2 separate regions of the Mus musculus genome follow, and region 2 is linked to region 1. The links are chromatin contacts, called in public promoter capture Hi-C maps. All regions are on one chromosome and are shown on one strand. Each heading gives the region's core, a stretch centred on a gene start, on an enhancer-like site or on the middle of the called end of the contact. The rest is flanking DNA. Distances are from core to core; before and after follow the strand shown. Region 1 holds the start of Smyd2 (SET and MYND domain containing 2). Region 2 overlaps Gm39736 (a long non-coding RNA gene).

Evidence for each region. Promoter capture Hi-C pulls out the DNA fragments that hold promoters and counts their contacts.
Region 2: a promoter capture Hi-C map of liver shows a contact between it and region 1. The contact joins the enhancer-like site here to the promoter of Smyd2 in region 1. A contact is called at or near these places in 2 of 39 promoter capture datasets (both in liver), 5 of 484 Hi-C or Micro-C datasets (embryonic stem cells, lens fibers and liver) and 1 of 115 datasets of contacts at active chromatin or transcription factors (the SCID.adh cell line).

What each region holds. Positions count from the first base shown.
Region 1 is chr1:189,920,302-189,923,846 of GRCm38.p6, forward strand. Smyd2 (SET and MYND domain containing 2) reads right to left here and starts at 1,990. Exons shown (of 12, transcript NM_026796.2): 1 at 1,806-1,990. The coding sequence starts at 1,978.
Region 2 is chr1:190,039,993-190,043,234 of GRCm38.p6, forward strand. The region is part of intron 1 of Gm39736 (a long non-coding RNA gene); the gene reads right to left. Among named protein-coding and RNA genes, the nearest start is that of Gm39736, 3.5 kb to the right of the region's middle. Within about 2 kb of position 1,504, at least 2 of the 459 cell types and tissues checked have an H3K27ac peak or open chromatin away from gene starts, as enhancers often do. A contact at or near this core is called in liver, where this site is marked.

The sequences.
Region 1 (3,545 bases), core at 740-3,239:
CACATGAACCGACACGCACCCCACCTGTAACATGCTCCTGAAACTCCACAGAGCTGTGCATCCCCCCCTTTAATACACAAGAACAGGTCAGGCCTCAGTCACACACAAGTAGGAGATGGAGTAACACAGTCTTAGAACGATCTAGCAAAACTAACCAGATTTTACGGCAACCACGGGATGCGGTACGAAGATTTCTCTAGGTGCACGGATCTTGTGAGTTTTATTTCTTGGGCAATATTTTAGTTGAGTTCCAAGTTCTGACTGTTACATAAGCCAAACAGAAGAGATTGGTTGACAATGGAATGGCAGCCTGGGGGGCCCAGGAGAGGGAACTGAGGCAAAATTAGTGACATTAACAAATGTCAAGGGGAGTGGGGGGTTAGCTGTCACAAATGACAGGATTCCTGAGGCTGGGTGATTTGTAAGGGTACTTCTGGAAGCTTGTGTGTCTTTGTACAATCAGGACACTCCCAACAGGAGAGAAGCACGCCTCAGCTGTCAACGCAGATATTTAATTTCAGGAGGAGAGAACTGGCCACGAGTCCCTACTACGCACTCCGCAAGGCCCACGCCTCTCACCGCACACCAAGCGCCAGGACCCCTGACGGAGGCCCCCTCTGTGCTGGGTGACCCGCTTTGCTCCTTTACTGCAGACACCCACACTGCTGCAGACTCCCAGCCACAGCGAGGCTCAGAAGATCAAGGGACCAGTTGCAGCAGCCTTTTTAACTTTGGGAAAACCCAATGCTCACTTCACTCAAACGTCGCAAAGTGGTGCCATGACCCTTTAGCTCTTGGCTCGCCAATTCAAAGAGGCACATCACATACAGCCCTTCCGCTGCCCACGGCACGCTTCTGCGTCTAGTTCCTTTCCAGGTCCCCCCCAGCGGAAGACAGTTCTGGCAGGGAGTCCGGCCGAGATTACTCTAATATGCAACCTTTGTCCATTCTTTTGTTGTCTTATTGTAGAACGAGGCGCACGAGTCTGGGAGGCTGAGAGCTTCGTGGAGTGCAGGACTGGGGGCAGCCCGCAAGAGGTACCTGCAGAACCCCAGGTTAGCTTAATCTAGCCCACCATCTCCACTTCAAAGGTGATGACACTGACCTTCAAAGCAAGTCAGGCAGGGTTCCTTCCTCAGGCATCCACAGATGGCCTGGGACAGGCTCAACTCCAAAGCCAGACCCCCTACCTCAGCAAACTTAGGAAGCAAGGAAGTGGGTGGGCGGGACGTGTCAGTCCTGACAGGCCAGGCTCCAGCCCCTAATTAGTGCCTTGTGTATACACAGCTACCCTTCCTCTCTGGGCTTTAGTGTCCCAACAGTAAAATGATCTCTTCTCGGCCTTTAAGATAAAGTGTGTCTGTAAAATGAAGACACAGGGTGGGATGGGGGAATCCCAACGCACCTTCCTGATCCGCAACTACCTTAAGGCTTAGCATGTGGCCGTGGATACAGCATCTACACACTCAGGACATGTATGAAGTAGTACAATCAAATATTCTCCCAACAAACTGTGTCCCCTCATCCCAATCCACGGAGCCCAGTCTCATAGGCGTGTCTGTTCCATAGCTTCCCTCCTCCAGAATGACCGGAAGCGTCCCTGGCTGATCGGGTCATCACTCCCTAGGGGGTGGGGGAGCCGCCCATCTCAGGACAGCTCGGGAGGCCTCGGGACCACAGAGAACCTAAGCTAGAACGGACACGCGTGGGGCGGCGCAGGTCCGGCTGCGGGGCAGGCCGTGGCTCAGCGGACGCGGCGCACGTGGCTCCGCGTGGCCCCTCCCGCCCGCACGGTCCCCGCGTACCTGGCGAAGCAGCACTCGCAGTGGTGGCCCCGCTCGCCCACGGTGAGCACGCAGGCGTAGGCCGGGCAGGAGAAGAGGAGGTCGCCCACGTGGAAGGGCCGCAGCGCGCGGAGCCCCCGGCCCTTGCCCGCACTGCAGAAGCGCTCCAGGCCGCCGCGGGCCTCGGCGCGCATGCTGGCGGCGCTGCGGCTGCGCGCTGCGGGGCACGCGCGTCACGGGAGGGAGGGAGGGAGCGAAGGCAGGTCTGCCGCGGCCGCCGGCCTTCAAGGAACTCGGCGCTCTGCTCGGGGCGGGTGCTGTGCCCTGGCCGCGCCCCGGAGCGCGGGGCGGGAGGGCGGTGCGCAGGGCGCGCGCACGGGAGTCCGCCTGCACCCGCCAGGCTGCGCTGCCCGGTGAGGAAGGCTGGAGTCCCAAGCCACCCAGGCCACCACCCGCTGTGCCCGCAGACAGCGTCCCCACTAAGATCCCGGGTGGTGGAGCAGGGAATGAATGAGTGTGGTTTGCAGTTGAGCTGTGCGTGCTAAAAAACACAGTTCTCACCTCCCAGGGAACTTAGAGAGAGTTCATTCTGGAGCCAATAGGAGGGGTCATGGCCAGGTTTGGGTTACCCCAAAGTCTACGTTCCAACGTTGTAACAATTTGATTAAAAAAAATTCCATAATAACAGAAAAAGAAAGTCATAAATCAAGACGTCAAAAATATGTCGGTGGGACCCCCCAGGTAGGCTGGCTGCAGAAGGGAGGGAACCTCAGCTACAGGCCTCAGATGCAATCTGACTGCACTCTCAATGTATGGCTTGATTATGTTCCAGGCGGTTTTACCTGTTATTCACGAGCTGGTAGGTTAGACACAGGATAGGCAACGGGTAGCTATTAAGGGAACTGGAGAGGGCCCAAGGAAAACTGCCAATAAGCTCCAGACATTGCAGCCTCTCCGCAAAGGTTGAAGTTCAAGTCGGTTAATTAGCTTTGCAGAAAGAGGGTCAGTGCCAGCTGCAGGTTTGTTTTTTTTTTCTCTCCAGCTTTCGTTCACAGGGCAAATCATAGAATGGGGGATTTGGAACCCGTGAATAAAATTTCTTTAGTGATAATATGAATAAGCCTTCCTCCAAGGAAAGGGCACCGTGGGTATGGGTTCTTTGGCCCATTTTTATTTTTTATTATTACCCTTTTTTTTTGTAAGTATGAGTGCATGTGTGCGAGCATACCCCTGTATGTGTGCTGGAAACATGTGTAGAGGTCAGAGGGCAACTTGCAGGAGTGGGTTCTCACCTTTTACCACATGGGGCCTGTGTCTGATTTGTCTGTCAGGTTTGGTGGTAGGTGCCTTTATACTCTGAACTATCTTGTAGGTCCATGTATCCATTTTAGTAACCATGGACATCACTGGACTATAAACTTGGACAAAGTGTAGGCCTGGATCCTTCAATTCCACGTAATAATAACCCTTCATTACTGGGTACCATTGAGCTAATGTGCTTATTTAACACATCTTGCTTACCTTAAAATAGGTGTAAGATTTGGGAAACCCTCTTCCATACCCTACTCACCTGTGACAAGCAACATTCTCAGGTAGGTTTGTGCCTAGAGCCCACTCTGCCGTCTGCTGGAAGCATTTTCTCAAATCTTGAGACTTTCTAAAGATGCCCACCTATGTAGATCTGCAGCGTGTTTTTTTGGATTCATTTTGGCTTGCTTTTTAGCATTCTGATTTGCGGAAGGATATCTTAGCAGTACAAAG
Region 2 (3,242 bases), core at 254-2,753, 120 kb after region 1:
ATTAGGGATTTGGGAAGAAATCTCAAGTCCGAGGTTTCCAGCGGACAGTGTACATTAACTTAAGTCACAGAATTATAGTGGTCGGTATATGGAAAAACTTGGCCGAAAGAAAGCAGCTTCTGTTCCCATCAGCACCGTCATCACCACCACCATCACCACCACCGCTGTCATCACCATCCCCTTCTCTACCACCATCACCGTCACCACCACCATCACTACTGTACTGCCCCCTCTGCTGTCACCAACACCGCCCCGCCCCCACTTTTGTCATCTCTAAGAAACCCGTGAAGATGGGTTGATTATTGTTGGGAGGAGAGACCAGAATTGTGTGGTATTCTGGATGCCTCACGGTATGTTCCCCCTTCCTGTTCGATGCTGGTAGCTCTGTCACAGTGTTAATGGACTGCCACTATATCACCATGCCCTTTTTAGGTTACTCTTGCCTTAGTTAACACATCCCTAAAGCCTGGAAGGGAGATGTTGCATGCATGCTGAGGTGGAGCTGCAAACAGTTTATGGTATGTCTGTATTTAAACTCGAGTTTGTGGCTCCTATTAGTGAACTATGAATTAGCTATTTGGTGGCATAAAATATGGACCTTTTTAAAAAAAACAAAACAGACTCTCATGTGGCCTAGGCTAGCTTTGAACTTAGAAAGTAGCTATAGATAGCCTTGAACTTCTGATCCTCTTGCCTCTACCTCTTGTTAAGATTACAGGCATTTGCCTAGTTCATGTGTCAGTGGGCATGGAGCCCAGAGATTCATGTGTGATGTACAAGTGGTGTAACAAGTAATCCTCGACCCCAGTGCTAGGCCATAAGTTCAAAGGGCTTAAATCAGTGCTGACGACTGTGTCCGAGTCATTGCTTCTGTTTGACATTTGCTAATGATTCCAGAGAAGATTTAGTTGGTGGCAATTTCAGAATTTCAGCCTTCTTTACACACACACACACACACACACACACACACACACACAAAGAGAGAGAGAGAGAGAGAGAGAGAGAGAGAGAGAGAGAGAGAGAGAGAGAATGTAATCACAGAACTTCTATTTACTGATCTGGATAATTTAAATGTTTTAAAAATCAGAGTTAAAGAGTGCTGTCTAACAGCTTAGCAAAACCAATTCATACGAGGAAAGTTTATTGAAGCAACACGTTGTATAAATAGCCAGAGCTGCTGTAGACGGTGGGTACTGGCTACTAAGACTACCTATGTCATGAATCTCACTTGGCAAGAGAACAGGCTCCCTTATCTGTGGTTTTGTTTTCTACAATTTCAGATACATGTGGTCAAAAGCAATCCAAAACCACTAAATGAAAAATTCCAGATGCAGACGTTCTCAATTCAGCATTGCTCTGAGTCAGGAGATGAAGTCTCTTGTTCCTCTTTGTTGGCTGAGACATGAACCAGCCTCTGCCCAGCGTTTCCTCACAGTATGTTCTACCCTCCTGTTCAAAGCTAGGTAGCCCTGTCTTAGTACTTAAATGGACTGCCATAGTGCTATAGCGCCCTCTTCAGGTTACCATGGCCACAGGGCTGCTGGGAATTCCCACACGCTTAGATGAAGCTGCAGTGTGCTTCAAAAGCTGAGTATGTCTGACTTAGGAGGAGGAGGGGGAGGAGGAGGAGGAGGAGGAGGAGGAGGAGGAGGAGGAGGAGGAGGAGGAGGAGGAGGAAGAGGAGGAGGAGGAAGAGGAGGAGGAGGAGGAGAAGCACATGTGAGGGATCCTAAGAGCTGCAGTATGGGTGAATCTTCCAGAAGGAAAAATCATTAAAAAGAGAATATAGGGCTGATGAGATGGCTCAGCAGGTAAGAGCACCCGACTGCTCTTCCGAAGGTCCGGAGTTCAAATCCCAGCAACCACATGGTGGCTCACAACCATCCGTAACGAAATCTGACTCCCTCTTCTGAAGTGTCTGAAGACAGCTACAGTGTACTTACATATAATAAATAATAAATCTTAAAAAAAAAGAAAAAGAAAATATAAATTAGTGTGAGTTTTCTAACACACTGTGAGCGACAGAGAGCTTGGGGGGGGGGGGGCTTGGGATTCATCCTGAAGGAGGCTATGTACCCTCTTCACTGGCAGCACTTAGTGTTTGAAAATTAAGTAATTTCTCTAAAGGATTCTTCTATCATTCTAACCATGAATTCACTTATGTAGTTTGTGTAACTTCATTTTGAGTTAATGTTCAAATCACTAGTCTACCTTTGAGGACACATGGGTGGTATAGCCAAACCAATCAATATCCTGGGTGCTGAGCCAAACTGGCCCAACAGTGACAGGCCTCGGGGGCCAAGAGTAGCTGAACACTAGTCCTCTCTTTTGGTCAGTGTTGTTTGCCCTGAGGCTCCAGAAGCACCTTAGGGTGTCAAGAATGCCAGCCAGCTCTGGTTTATGTAACCCTTGTTTTGTTTCCCGTTGGGAGGCGAGGTCAAAGGTTAGCTTTCATAGAGGTCCACTATCCAGACTAGGCCTGGGACCTTTCCAAGGAGGCAGAGTCCAGTTGACGTTGGATGTTGACCTCTAGTGTCAATGAACAAGGGACCAGTGATGAAATCTTTCCCTCAGGTTTTCTAGGTAAGAATGGAAGCTTAGCTATGTAAAGCCATAAGTAGACTTTGTTATTCTAGGAGTCCTCTGAACCAAGCTGCCGTGGTTCACCATGGACTGATGGTGTGACAGGTAAATGGGCCTCTGTTTCCTTGAGTCTAAAATGAGGCAAAGCTGAGCCCGGCACTCGGACTCTCCTGAAGTGTTCTTTGTGTGTATGGTATATCTGTAGGCAATGCTCCTCAATGCATGTGTCTACATATGTGTGCGTGTCTAGAGCCCCGAGGGTGACTTCGGTCTTTATCAGACTCCATCTTGCCACATGGCTTCTTACTGAAACTGCTCCAGCTGACCTGGCTGGCCAGCAAGCCTCAGAGATCCCTGACTCCCCCCCGTGCCCAGGGCTGGCATGGCATGGCAGGGACATACCATTGTGTTTATCTGGGTTCTGGGATCTGCACTCAGGTCCTGCTGCTTGCACAGCAAGCGCTTTACCCCCTAACCTATCTCCCAGGCCACCCCACCGGAGTCTCAGTAAAAGGAGTCACGGAAGCCAAGAGCTTAGAGCTGTACACTGCCTGTAGCCAGCCCAGGAGATGCTATTGTTTTTCTGTCCTTGATACCAACTGCAGCCACTCAAAAGAAATGGCTGTGCGGTGGGCACCCTGTTAGGCATAATTTTATCT